Linked DNA regions of Zea mays: region 1 is linked to region 2. A link is a contact called in public Hi-C data. All regions are on one chromosome and are shown on one strand. The core of a region is the stretch at or near the end of the contact, and the rest is flanking DNA. Distances in the headings are between cores, read along the strand shown. Region 1 holds the start of LOC103629954 (alpha-mannosidase 2). Region 2 holds the start of LOC100283809.

Region 1 (7,630 bases), core at 145-2,644, 200 kb after region 2:
GTTTTTGGATATCCGTCGGATATGATAGACATAATCATTTTCAACAATTCAATAACATAATTAATTAAATTTCTTCCTAAATCACCATCATACACAATTAAAAACCTAATAAAAGAATTATTATGGACATTCGGGGTACAACCAAGGGCACTGGAGCTTGGAAGGGACAACTGCCAGCGGTGCTGCGGTCTATGGGACTTGATAGGAGCCACGAGGCACAACGCACGAAGCCAACAATGCTAAAAGGGCGGCCAACAATGGGGAATTGAGAGCGTTAGGCATTGGGTTCATGAGGTTAGGGTCTACTCTTTATTGTGTAATATGAGTTAGCCAAAAAAACTATGGATCGATTGCGAATATCCAATGATCGGATAACCACAAGTGGGAGGTAATATCCTAATCCATACCTGCCCGACTTCGGATTGGATATGGGTCTGACCCATAGGTTAAAAATTGTATCCATGTCTAACTCCATCCGAATCCACTGATCAAGTTACCGTTCCTAGCTATAATGTGGCACCAAAACCCAGTAGCCATCTCGCAGCGCCAACTTAACGCCACACTGACGAACATGACACCCATATGTCAGTGAAGGGTTGAAGCACACCGTTCGTAATTCGGCTTCGTTCTGACTAAACTTACTCATCATAGGGCAAATGAGGTAAAAATCCTACTTTAGTCTCTCTTAGGCATCCATTGTTGACTAAAGAACTAAAGTTTAGGGGCTGTTTGGTTTGCTGCCTAACTTGCCACTGTTTGCCACGACTAAGGTTAGCCAAGTTTGACCAAGTTAGACATGTGTTTGGTTTGAAGCCACGGTTGTGGCAAGATTTTTCTCCTGCTATGTAGGTCCCACTTGTCAATGACGGGTAAAAGTGTGGCAAACTGTGGCGTAGAATTTGAGCGTCTAACCTTAGCCACCTTAGGCAAGTGCGGCATAAAATTATGTGGCAATGTTTTAGCACCATAGGTATAGAACCAAACAACCCCTTAGTCATCCACACGAGATTTGCCTTTTAGGGACTAAAAACGACTAAAGTTTTAGTCACAAAACTTTAGTGACCTAAGGGTGTGTTTAGTTTGACTTTTGGTTTAGGCTGTTACCCCATAAAAACCAAAAGCCAAACCAAAGGGATGGATGCAGGAAGCAGTTTTTTCTAAAAACCGGCTTTCTCGTAGTGCAAAACTGAAAGCACCCCTGGACCTGCTTTTAGTGGCTTTCAGATGGAACCGTGAAAACATATATCGAAGAACTTTTAACAACTTTAGTGGTTTCCATCAAACGATTTTTAGTTTTTTAATAGCTCACAACCTACAACAGCTTTTTACATAGCTCACAGCCTACAACAGCTTTTTTCATAGCCACAACCAAATCAAACAAAGCCTAGATTTTTAATAGCTTACAACACACAACAACTTTTATATAGCTTATAGTCTACAACAGTTTTTTTCACAACCACAGCCAAACCAAACAGAACCTAAACCAAACTGGACCTAGTACATAGCTCTTCCACTCACGAATCCCGACTCTCCAATCCCACCCGAATATTGCTGGGCTGGGCCGGGCCGGGCCGGGCACGGGAGGAAAGGCGCATCGCGCACCCACAGACCCACTCGAGACGACAGACGATCCCGCGCGAGGTCAGTCAGGCCACTCCATCCCGACCCCGAAACCGGCGGCGATGCATTTCTTCTCCGGCAGTGGCGGGGCCCGCTCCGGCGCGCTACTCCCCACCACCTCCAAGCCGAAGGCGCACCACCACCTCCGTTCCAAGTCCTCCCTCTCCGTGCCCGCCTTCTCCCGCCGCCGCGGGGGGCTCTACTCCGCGTCCTCCCCCTACTCCCGGCGCGCCCTCTGCCTCGCGGCGACGGCCTTCGCGGCGCTCTTCATCCTAGCCTTCATCCGTCTCGGTTTCCCCTCATCCCGCTCCGCTGCGCTGTCTTCCCCCACCCGTCGCCGCGCGCGCCTCACCCGCAGCCCCGCCTTTCGCCACCGGGACTCGGCCGCGGCAGCCGCCGTATCGGCTCGGATAGGACGCGAGGCGCCCGTGGATATCACGACGAGAGACCTCTACGACGGGATCGAGTTCAGCGACGTTGACGGTGGTGCGTGGAAGCAGGGGTGGGAGGTCAAGTACAGGGGCGACGAGTGGGACACCGAGAAGCTCAAGGTCTTCGTCGCGCCTCACTCGCACAACGACCCCGGCTGGATCCGCACCGTGGAGGAGTACTACCAGCGCCAGTCGCGCCACATTCTTGATACCATCGTCGAGTCCCTCTCCAAGGTCCTTGTGTTCTCGCCACTCGAGATTTGCTTTTGGGTTTTGGCTCTTGGTGCTCTTCTCCTTTTGACGATTGTCAGGACTCAGGATTCTGCTGTGGTATAGGATTCGCGAAGGAAATTCATATGGGAGGAGATGTCATACCTGGAGAGGTGGTGGCGCGACGCGACGCCCAAGATGCGAGAGGCATTCGCTAAGCTTGTCCGTGACGGGCAGCTCGAAATTGTGAGCGGTGGATGGGTCATGAACGATGAGGTGAGAGGGATGCAAAATTTTGTGGTTTAGATGGGGTTTAAGGAGTAAACCGTAGCTTCTGTCTCCTTGCTTTTGTTTTCCATTGTCATCCCAATATGCTATGCGTCCATCATCTGTCTAGGCCATGAACGAAATGAATTTCATTTCACGTTTTATTACCTGGCTGTCTAGTCGATTACAAATGAATTCCGCCGTGCTTGTAGGACTGATACCGAATTTCATTGTTTCTCCTTGCCCACATTGTGATCTCAAATCTTAGGGAGGTATGCACTTGATGCTTTTGATATGAATTGGTTGTAACTTATTTTGGTCTTATATCTCGTTGGTTTGTGTACTTGTAGTTTCTGTGCTTAGGAGTCGATTCAGGCCTAGTGTCAGGTGTGACTCTTGTGCTACATGGTCACTTCAAGCTTAGAGAATCTACAGATTCTGTGGGCAATTGAGCATTTACATGTTTTAAATAGCGGGCGATAAAATTTACCGGAGAGGCCTGCTCAGCTGCTATAGCCCACTATTTAGTACAATGGTATTGTAGCGACAACTGTTGTGAGCTGGTATAGCGCCACGATAGCCTACATGAACTATCGTGCCCGGATTTGTTTCTCTGGAATTTGCATATATTAGTACACATGTTAAAGAGATTCAACAGTCAGGGTTATGACTAAATGATCACACACAGCACCGGCATGTTTATTTTTTATTTCCTTTAGCATGTTGCTTCTGCTATGAGCTTGTTATTATTAAGCCATTCATTGTTCAACAGATATTGTGCTCTTTTATTCTATATCAATGAAACTAGCGTGTTTTATAACACTGTACTCTTTCTGTTGGTTTAATCTTTTCTAGCAAAGTATTTCATCATATTCATATTTCTCTTTAAAAGGAAGCTACATTGAATTCCCTTTGTTTCTCAATGCAGGCAAACTCCCACTACTTTGCCATCATAGAACAGGCAAGTACACGCCAAAATGACTATTTATACCCATTGTTTTCAAGTTGGACTACTTGCTGCACGTTCTAGCTGACCGACTTGGACGATTAATCGCGATTGGTCCAAATCGACTTGGACGACTAATCGCGATTAGTCGGACGACTTGAAAACAGTGTTCATACCTTTCCTCATTGGTAAATGTTGTGTCATGATTGTCTGTACTCTGTAATTGATGCGTAAACAAAGTGCATTCTTTATCTCTTTCTTATTTGGCATGCACCATGCTGAAAAACACATGGATCTTTACATATCAAAGAAAAAGGCGCTAAGAGGATGCCATATAGACTTGGTTTGATGCTATTTACTATTATTATATATTTTCTCATGTTTTTAAAAAAACTCGACCTGTGGGGGTAAGACAACCCTGGGCATTACATTAAGCAGACCTTCTCATGCATGTCAAGAAAACCATTAAACCTTGTCCCACTCATACACAACGGCATCGTAGCCCATGTGAGAACGAATGCGACCGGGGCCGAATCTTAGATCTGTGCTTTGGCGTGAGACAGACGAGGGGATTTTTTAACCCCAACCTGAAATTTGCTCCCAATGAGGGATAGTTTGGGAGCCAAAAAACCTGAGGAGATCAAAGGGGCTAAAATCCCCTTCCTATTCAAAATTGAATAAGAAGGGAATTTTAGCCCTCTCCTATCCCCCCCCCCAGATTTGTGCTTCCCAAACTAGCCCTAAAAGTCGAACTCAGGACCTGAGTGTTACTTAGACCACCGAACCAACTTAGTTAGAGGTCCTTTCGCTTTCTCATGTTTTAAAGTTTAGAAAACTTAAAGCTGGGCTTAAGTTTTCTCCATTACTTCTCAAGCATGAGCAAGACACCACCACACTCAGACCACCAAACCAACTAAGCTAGAGGTCCTATCGCTTTCTCATGTTTTAAAGCTGAGAAAACTTAAAGCTGGGCTTAAGTTTTCTCCATTACTTCTCAAGCATGAGCAAGACACCACCACTTACAGGATACTATAAGAGAAAAGGGTACCATCATATTCTTGGTTTGAGATAACAGGAAGAACTTATGGGAATATCTCTGTCATAATGGAACATGCTATTGCTTCTTTCCAGTGTATTTCATTGTACAGTTCACTGCATAGTGCATAAGATACTTATGAATGAATAATGATACATGTTTGTTTATCTTTGAATATACTAAACCTAATTAGTATAGACTGGTCAGATGACGCACCTTTACTTATGGTCTATTGTATGAACTCCTCAATTTGGAAAGTTTTTTTTAAAAAAACCTGCCGAGTGGGCCTATAGCATGAATTCCAAAAGAAATGCAAATTGTTAAACATCTTTCCCACTGCAAAAATTAGTTCAGTAACATTGTAATGACATTGATGTGTCAATTGATGAACATCATTTCAGTGAATGATATGCAGGCCTTGGATCTTATATCACTTCGATGTTGGGATCTAGGTAGCAGTGTTATTAAAACTACGTTTAAACGTCAAAACTCTAATTAGAGGTTGAAACCACGTTTTGGCGTTATAAACTGTAAAACACAGTGTTTCATGCGTTTTTAGACCATTAGCTACTTTTGGGCCCATGTTAGTTACTTTTGTCCAATCCGGCTCATGGGTTAAGTTTTGATAAGGCACTAACCTCTCTGTTTTGGTATTTAACTTCATGTTATTGTCTGAAATTATGATATATTGATATTTTTCCTATGTTATTTAAAACTACGTTTACACGAGACTTCTTTTAAACGTTTAAAAGTCAAAACTTTAACCATGAGCGTTTCAACGTTTTATCGTTTTTGTTAGAATACCTAGAGCTCTCGTCTAGGGTTTGGGGTCTTCCCCATGTAATTACCATATCACCCCTTGGACAATGGGCCAGGCCCAATTACACAAGTCTATTAATACATCTCACCCAACTCTGATTAGGGTTATGGGTTCACATTCCATTATGGTATCAGATTAGGTTTTTCCAGCCTCCTCCCTCCCAGCCGCCAGCCGCCGGCTTCCCCTCTCCCCACCGCCGAGCGCCGCCCGGGCAGTCGCATCTCCCTCCGCGGACCGCGGTCCCCTGCAGCCCTGCTCCGCCGTCCGCCCCCAGCCCCCTGCTCCGCTGCGACGCTCGAGCTACCGTCTGTCGAGCAGATCCCAGGCGTCCTGCGTCCTCCTGCGTCCAGTCGTCCACGCGGACGACGCGGCAAGCCGGCCACGCGCCCAGCCGCCCACGGCGCACCTGCTGCTCGGCTGCTCGTCTTCCTCCAAGCGACCGTGCAGCGCGCATCCAGGCGACCCGAGTGCCCCGCACTCCGCGACCTGCGCCCAACGCCGCCAGCACGCACCAGCGTCGCGCCACCGCTCCCGCCCAGGCGCCCACGACCGGCCCAGTTCACCGCGCCGCCTGCCGATCCGGCGCCCCGACGCCGCCCCTCGCCTCCCCGACCGGACCATGACGCAGCCGCCAGGACGCGGCACCTGTCCGTCTCCGGCCGTCGACGCCCCCTGGCGGCCAGCAGAGCCGCGCCCCACCCGTCCTGCGGAGCCCCTGCTGCGGCGTCCTCCAGTCGGCGCCCCGATGGACGCGTCCACCGCCGCCACCACTGCGGCTATGCTGGCTGCCATGGACACAACCGCTACCACCACCAGCCCTGGCATGCACCTCCCCATCGCCCCTGCTGCGATCAGCAGCAGCCTCGCCTATGGAGGGCCCCCCTACATCCCCGGCCTCGGGCCGCCCCATGCTGCTCCCCCGCCACACATGAGCCTTACCTCACACGCCGCTCTCGTGACTGTGCGTGTTCTCCTCCACGACGGCCACCTTATTCGAGGCATGTTCGTGTCCTTCGATCCAGTCTGGAACCCTATCCTTCGGGACTGCGTCGAGGTCCACCCTCAGGCGGGCCGTCACGTGCCTGGACCGCTTGTCTTCCCACGTGCTACGATCGCCTCCCTAGCGGTTGAGCCCATGTCATCTCCCTCCCTTCCTTGTGCCTCTATCGGGACACCTTCTTTGGCCCTCTCCGCTCACACCGCACCTTCGTCACCACCACCTCCCCGAACCACCACCGATTGGGTGGTTGACTCCGGGGCCTCCTTTCACACTACCCCCACCACTAGCTCGTTACTCCACTCCCATCCACCCCACCCATCACATCCTTCCTCCATCGTCGTCGGCAACGGTTCCACCCTCCCGGTCACCTCTGTAGGTACATCGGTTCTTCCTGGACCATTCTGCCTTAACGACGTCCTTGTTGCTCTCGGACTGACTCATCCCCTCCTCTCGGTTCGTCGCTTCACTAGTGACAACCAGTGCTCTATAGAGTTCGACCCCTGGGGTCTCACCATACGCCACCTTCCCACACATGCTGTGCTCGCTCGCTGTGACAGCTCTGGCCCCCTCTATTCTCTTCACTTGCCCTCCACTACCCACACCACAGTAGCCTCATCTCCTGCACTTACTACTACCACCACATCACATGCTCTTGCTACTACCACCACCTCCTCCGCCATTTGGCACCGTCGCCTCGGGCACCCTGGACCTGACGTCATGTCCCAGCTTTCTGGCCACTCTGACATATTATATACTCGGGGCTCTTCTGACCGCCTCTGTCATGCTTGTCAGCTTGGCCGCCATACACGTCTTCCTTTTTCCACTTCCACGTCCAGGGCTGTTCAGGCCTTTGATCTTGTCCACTGTGATCTCTGGACGTCTCCTGTCCTAAGCCTCTCCGGCTACAAATACTACCTGGTCATTCTGGATGACTACTCCCATTTCCTTTGGACTTTCCCCCTTCGACTGAAGTCCGACACGTTTCCCACCCTCACTCACTTCTTCGCCTGGGTGTCAACCCAGTTCCGGCGCCCGGTCCGTGCCCTGCAGTGCGACAATGGCCGCGAGTTCGACAACAACACCTCCCGTTCTTTCTTCCTTACTCACGGCGTCCAGTTACGTCTCTCGTGTCCCTACACCTCTGCTCAGAACGGTCGGGCCGAGCGCATGATTCGCACCACCACCAATATGATCCGGTGCCTTCTCTTCCAGGCGTCTCTCCCTGCCAGCTACTGGGCAGAGGCCCTGCACACCGCCACCCACCTCCTCAACCGTCTTCCCTCGAAGGCGGTGCGCCACC
Region 2 (7,523 bases), core at 4,655-7,154:
TGGACGACTAGTTTATGTTTTTAAGCTAAGTTTATATCGGATATTTTATATCCACGGGCTAACGAGTATGTATGGGTGAGGATGGAACGTTTTAATACCTATATATCCATTGGGTAAAGTTTTTTGTTTAATAAAAGGCGCACAGATAAAACTATATATATATATATATATATATATATATATATATATATATATATATATATATATATATATATATATATATATATATATATATATATATATATATATATATATATATATATATATATATATATATATATACACTAATCAGTTATCCAATCACGGGTACCCATCGATACTGCGCAGGACGCATTAATGCCCTACTACTAGGCATCCAACACCTAAACTTCCCTTCGCCTTTTACATGTCAGGATCAGTATTTGTTAGCGACACGATCAGAATTCAGCAACAATATATCAAAGCGTCTCCGTTCGGTTTTCCATCGGAACCGTCCAAAGCAAAAAGTAATACATACATCAAACAGCAGCAGCAGTCACGGCCTCCCAGGAGACAACAAAACACTACCAAGAGTTGATAGTAGCACACACTGTAGATTGCAAAATGTATTCCTTGGTTTCTGCTTCCCTCCCACCTTTACATTACATTGTGCCAGACCACACTGGATCGGATCAGATCAGATCAAATCTGTGAAAAAACAAGCATTTCATCCAGCGTATGCTGGTTACATCATGTAATGCAAAAAAAAAAAGAAAAAGAAAAAGAAACGAATGGAAGGAAAGATTCACTAGTATTCATTGCTTCGTTCTTTCATATTTAATAACAAACTAGGATTATACCCCTCAGGCTCCTCATCAAGTGTCCAGATAGTTTGCGGCCATCATAAGCTCCAGGGTTATCTCCGGTTCGATTGGAAACTCCGCTGTCTCCTTCCCACTACACAACCAAACGAATTTGAGATTCAGTCAGCACACCGACAACCTCAAGAGAAACAGCATCTGCTTTCACATTTCCATAGTAAACAGGAACAGTCAAGGCACGGGCGCCTACTAGTCCCATAGAAAGTTTGTTGTACAAGGCGATGCACAATATGGAATGGAACACAAACTAACGTTCAGTTTGCTAACTAGCAAACATATAACAATGTGGAGACCAAAACAGAACAATGAATTTACTTTAGCCGCACATCAATTAAGAGCAGGGTTCATATATTCCACCAACAAGAATCCTAGGAACTAACATACATATGGAGTTCAAGTTATCTCAACATGCTCTACTGCTCTTCAAGTTTTTGTAATCAGCTAAACATGAATGTGATTTAGTCCCCGCTGTTTTATTCTCCTTGTCTGCCTCCCTCACATCAAAATTCTGGACCATACAACTCTTCAATAGGACATCCAAAGTGTTGAACTAATAAGAGCTACAAATGAAGCATGGACACAATTATTTTATTTGAGGAAACTCTCGATTGACACTACACTGGCAATTCTAGACTAAGCAGGTCCACCAGGTAGGAAACAACAAAATTACATTCTCAGTGATATGCAGTTATCATCAGATCAACTAATCATCACCAAGACAGCCAAACTTTAACTCAATCACTAATAAATGGGCATTAAGTCACGACTCTTTACTAAGCAAAGGGATGGAGAAGACAAATCAGTAAAGTACTTAGGAGGCTTACACACTGCTAAACTCTTACCTTGCCAGCATTAAACTATCCAATTGGGCTCAAGTTTAACATTTATAAACATATCCCATGACAATGGTCGAGCCAGTAAACTAGGGCAAATTTGCATGACCAGTAAGGCAGCAACCTTACCTACCAACATAGAAGAATAATAAAGCATGACAAAACCATCAAGGTGTACACGTTAGATGACTATTAAGCAAAAATGGAAATGACTACTAGTCCTATAGGAGTTTGTTGTACAAGGCAACACAGAATATACAATGAAACATAAACTCTATTGCTTTTTATGGTGTGGGGAAAGAAAGAAAGAAAGAGAGGATCCCCACATGATTCATTAGTTAGCAGAGCTGTTTGGCAGCATGGAAAACATGAAGTTCTGCAGTTCTGCAAAATATGATAGTGAACCCTATGTACCAACAACATACATAGCTTGTTCAAGTTATCTTGACATGCACTTAAGTTTTGTTAATCATAGCATGTAGTTTAGTCCCCATGGCCCTATTGTCCTTGTCTGACTCCCTCACACCAAAATTAATATACATGGACCACAAAACTCTTAATCAATAGAAAAAAAACGAAGTGCCAAATAAACAGCTAAAGGAGGCACACGTGCCCTTAAATTTGATGATATTTTTAACTAGCATCACCCTTGTAATTCTTGAGTCAAGAGGCCCATAAGGCAGTAAACACCAAATATACCATTCTCGTGTCATGCAGTTTTGCCATCACATGATTAACTATATGTGTTACCAAGACAACCAGATTTTAATTCATTCTTACTAAGGCCTTGTTCGTTTGTGTCGGATTACACCCGGAATCGTTCCAGCTAATCAAAGTTTATATAAATTAGAGAAGCAATCCGGTTAGGAATCGTTCCGACCCACCAATCCGGCACAAACGAACAAGGCCTAAGCCTTATTTCTTTACTAAGCAAAGGGATGGATGAGTCAAATGGGTAAAGTAACTATGATGGTTTACAACTTGTTACAGTACACGTAGTTGATCCTTAGTTCCTTACCTTGCCAAAATTAAACAATAATCTAATTAGACTCATGTCCAATACTTGGTACAACCAGTAAACTAGTAGAAATCAGCACTGTTGGAATTTGTGAAACCCTTGTTGTATTGCATAGAGGATGATTATATATATATATAGACCCAGAGGAAACCATAACCATAATGGGCCGACAGCCCAACAGTGGTGCCAGCCCACCTACACATACATATAGGAACAAACACTAACATCCCCCCACAGTGGCAACGGGAGCACCACAAATGATGAGACTAGAGCAGAAGCCGAAGGTAGGAGCGGACGGGTTGAAATCCCCCGTAGTCGCAGTGTGGTAAGGGTGCGAACGATGAGACTGGAGCAGAAGCTGAAGGTAGGAGCCGACGGGTTGAAATCCCCCCCACAGTCGTACCGACGTGAGGGTGCGAGTGTTGCGGTTGGAGTAGAGATTGGTGTGCATTCCAAGTAGATGATAGTTCCTGAATGCCGAGGTAGCTGAAGTCGAGGTGGTGGGCTGCTGTGGCTTGGAGACACCCAGCAATAGCCTCGTTCTTTGGGGGTCATCTTTGGGGGTCGACGTTTGAGCGTCAATGATCGACGGGATCACGGGACGACGCAAAAGGGACAACAACAGCCTCATGAGCCTTCTTGCTTCTTTCCGCGGCCGGTCGTCGAGGAGCCCCGCTAGGGAAGCCAGTGGCAACACACGCGTCTGCGCTGGTCAGGGTGGCCGCGCGACGACGGCGGAACAGAAGGGGCAACAGCGGATCCGGCCGGGAAGGCCACGATAGCGACGGATCCAGCCATGAAGATGACGATCCGACCAAAGAGACGGCAGATCTAGTCGGGAACGGCGCAACAACGGTGGATCTAGCCGGGAAGGTCGCGGCAGCGACAGATCCAACGTTGGCGACAACGAAGAAGGGGGCGGCAGCGGGTCCAACCAGGCAGGGACTGCACCGGATCTAACCAGGCAGGGGGACAACACCGATGACGGAAGAAGCTTGAAGAAGTGGGAGGCGTTGTGCTCAGGCGAGGCGTGGGACAACGCAGTGCCAGCCATGGCAGGGGAGAGGCTGGCCCTGGGCGCCAACATCCTGCTCGCCGGAGCAGGAAACATGGTGGCGGCGGCCATGGGGGACAGAGCACTGGCTGCCATGGGGGCGAAAGATGCAGCGTCGTAGGAGGCGACGCCGGTGAGACCCCAGGTGGGCGCAACCGCGACCAGGATGGAGTCAGGGGCTGGAAGCAGGCCGACGGTGCTTGGGAGAAGGGGCTCACCACCGACAGCGTAGAAGAGAGGGGAGGGTCACAATCGGCCGTCGACAGCACAACACAGATGGGGGGAGCCACATAGCCACACTAGAGGGAGAGGAGGGTGTCGGCGCGGTCCCTTGCACGTCGGTCGGAGGGAGCGAGTCGTGGGCCTACGCCCCGCACAACATGGTGGGGCTTGGAGAGGTGCCGCCACGGCCGGCTGCATCAGCATGTACCCAGGACATCTCGGCTCGGGCTCCAGCAGTTCCGACGCGGCCCGCCGCCCCGGTGGCTTGTCCGAGGAGGTCGAGGAAGGTAGCGAGGTCTCGGCAGGGAGCTCCACGGGGCGGGGCGTCGGGACCGTGGTCTTGTTTGGACGCACGATGACGAGCCTGCCCGACGACGCTGTCCGACGGTGGTGGTACGAGTAGCCCAACTCGTCGTCCTCTCGGTCCTCTACGGTGTCGGCTTCAGAGCACGATGGTGGTGCCGGCCAGGGGAGAGAGGGGAGGCTGGCAGCTTGAATGGGGGTGCCGCCCCCGGGAGGGAAGGATGAGTCTCCTGGGGACGACAGCGCGGTAACTGTGGGGAAGGAGGTCGGCGGCTGTAGGGGTGCTGGCGGCTGAGAGTTGGGAGGGAGAAGGGGTGAACCTAGCCGATACCATGTAAGAATTTGTGAAACCCTTATTGTATTGCATAGAGGATGGTTACATATATATAGACCTAGGGGAAACCCAAACCCTAACCCTAATAGGCCGGCAGCCCAACAGCGGTGCCAGCCCACCTACACATACATAACACACACTCTAACAAGCATGAACAGTAAATCACCAGCCAGAAGAAGAGTAAAGAAAGATAAGACAAGATGCAATCAGCTCTGCATTCTCTGAATAGGTCACACTAATCATACCATGTGAACAGTTAGGTAAAAAAGTGGAAGAACATTCTAAAATCAGATTAATAGTTGTTGCGTTAGAAGGTGAAATTCTAAATTCTCGCGCTTGTGTGTTTTGAACCACTGAACAATTGACATAAAAGACAGAACAGTGATGCATGCTACAAAACATAGTAAGGCCATCTTCTGATGGGCCATGTGTCAAATTCTTGTGGATATAATTCCCAATGAGAATATGTGAACTCCAACAAAGACCCATGGAATGATGGAAGTTGCTGGTTCTCACTAGATTATTAGATGCAAATATTTTGTTTTATCCTAAACACTAACTGTGGCGGGAATACCGAGGGTAAAATCAAATCCATCGGAAAGCCCTTTGCTCTGAAGTTTTAGGCATTTAGGAACTAGTATAAGCATTTATTACAGCAAACGAAACTACTGCAGAACTCATAAATGAACAATGGGGGCAGAGGGAGAGCCGAAAAACGTAGTACAGATTCTAAATAGCATCAATCCATGACAGATTTCACTGGTTAAGCAATCTGTGAATGGCTGCCTAAAAGTAACAAGCGGGCTATTGTCTTACAGGTGAAAGCCTGAAAGGGGAAAGAAGATGACGATTGTCGAAAGTGGAAAGTAAGCATAGGAACCTGGAGTAATGGAGCGACCAATAGAAATACTGGCAGATCTTCTCGAGGATGTTGGTGGGGATCTCTGGGAAGCGGACCTCGCCCTGGCGCGTCTCAGAGAAGCCGCCTGTGGGGAAGACGAGAGGGATGGATGTGATGCGAGGACGGCGCGCTGATGGGAATGGAAGAGGTGAAGAGTACCCTACCTGGGGATGTGAGCATGTTGCGGAGGGTGTTGGAGACCATGGCGGCCTTCCTGTCAACAACGAATTCGAAGCCCTCGGCGCTGATGAGCTTGACAACGCCTGCGGTATCGTCGTCCTCTTCGTCCTGGGGCTGGTGGTGCTCACGCGGCGGCGGCATCCTGCGACCTTGAGTGTCTGCGACGGATTGGTTTGGGGTTGAGGCAATGAGGCTGGTGACTGGTGTGGTTTGCTCTCACAAGTCACAAATAGCGTGTTGAATCTCCCGATATGACGTGGGCCATGTTTGGTTCAGCTGTGTTCTGACCAGCTTTTCTAAGAATCTGGCTGTGAGGATAATCTGGCTGTGGGAAGAATCTGAGTATTATTAGGATTATGTGCGGAGGAAGATAAAGATGTTCATAGGGCTCAGGATCTAGAAAGTGACGGATTCCTACTATTGCAACAACTCAACCGATTATATGTTTATATTGATTTTGAATAGTTTTTATCTAAACAAATTTTATAGAAGCTGACTGAAAAGCTGACGCGTTTGGCAGTCCGTAGCAACTTTTGGTGGCCAGAAGCTGCAAAAAGCTGAAACAAACTGGGGCATATATTGTTGGGCTGAGCCGGCTCAGTGATTTGGCGAGCTCGCCAATGAGGCTCGACTCTCGTGAGCCGGCTCGTGAGCTATCTACTCGGCTTCATAAAAAAAAACTAAACTACAAATAGAATAAAAAAAATGCAGCAATCATAGTCCATGAACAAATTGAAAGTTCATAACTATAAAATGAAATTATAGCTTGCTGCACAGGACACAAAGTCACACACCATAACTATAGACTGTAATTATAGTTTGCAACACAGTATACAGCCATAGAGCATTATATAATACCAAAAGTGTAGCTCATAATTCAAAGAAAAAACATCCAGCAGGCAGCATACACACAGAACCATAACTCCATAAGAGTAAGCTTGCTGGCTTGCTGTACACACACTCGATACTTCAATTCACTCTATACTCAGTCTCAGCATTCAATAATATCATACCTTCATTTCAGTCTGCACTATGCAGCAGCAACACACTCAACACGCCACTATGCCTGATCACCTGTCATGTGACCCCTATCCACCATACCAGGTCACCAATTCACCAGTATTGTACTCCCTCCGTTCCTTAATATATGTCGTCCGTTAGTACAAATTTGAACTATTAGGCGACAAATAAAAAGAAACGGAGGGAGTATAACACATCGTCACACTCACATAGTCACACGCCAAAGCCATTACTGCTTGTTGTTGCTGACTTGCTCCAATGCTCCTTGCTGGATGCATGGCTTGTAAACACTTGCCTGGCTTACTGTTGCTGACACACAGACACACACTCACACGATTGCTGACTGGTCGCCTGGCTTGCACTTACACCTGAACAAGAAAGCAGTGTGGGGCCTCGGCGAACAGGGTTGAAGGCCATGCGCTCGTGCGTCCGTGAGGGGCTTATCTTCGCTCCTAAGGTAGGATGGCAGGGCGCCTCGACAACCGGCAAGGAGGCAACCCTCTGCGCGGCGACGGCGGTGGCGTGCCCGGAGAAGAGAAGAAGCAGACGGCGGCACGCCTCGCTTAATCGGTTAGACTCAATCGTCTTCTTTATTTATCCTCTATATCTCTACATGTGTCTTGCTCTCCAACAACATTCTTTAAATCACGTCCTCTATACACAAATAACTACATTAGAGACATTTTTATTTTTAAATTTTTGTACATACATATTTGTCAAACTCTCAAATATATTGTACATATTTTAGTTTTGCTAAACCGGTTGTTTAAAGTATTCAAATGGATAGAGTGACTGTTTAGAGAAACTCTACATATAGAG

What was found. Hi-C and Micro-C count contacts between places; a contact is called where the count stands out from the background.
Region 1: a contact with region 2 is called in a Hi-C map of ear, with 2.4 times the contacts expected there. The contact joins the promoter of LOC103629954 here to the promoter of LOC100283809 in region 2. A contact is called at or near these places in 5 of 25 Hi-C or Micro-C datasets (ear, endosperm, leaf and 1 more).

Annotation. Positions count from the first base shown.
Region 1 is chr6:125,842,654-125,850,283 of Zm-B73-REFERENCE-NAM-5.0, reverse strand. LOC103629954 (alpha-mannosidase 2) reads left to right here and starts at 1,394. Exons shown (of 4, transcript XM_008651052.3): 1 at 1,394-2,285; 2 at 2,388-2,537; 3 at 3,457-3,489. The coding sequence starts at 1,683.
Region 2 is chr6:126,045,302-126,052,824 of Zm-B73-REFERENCE-NAM-5.0, reverse strand. LOC100283809 reads right to left here and starts at 5,904. Exons shown (of 3, transcript NM_001156707.2): 1 at 5,669-5,904; 2 at 5,484-5,589; 3 at 420-915. The coding sequence starts at 5,825. The coding sequence ends at 834.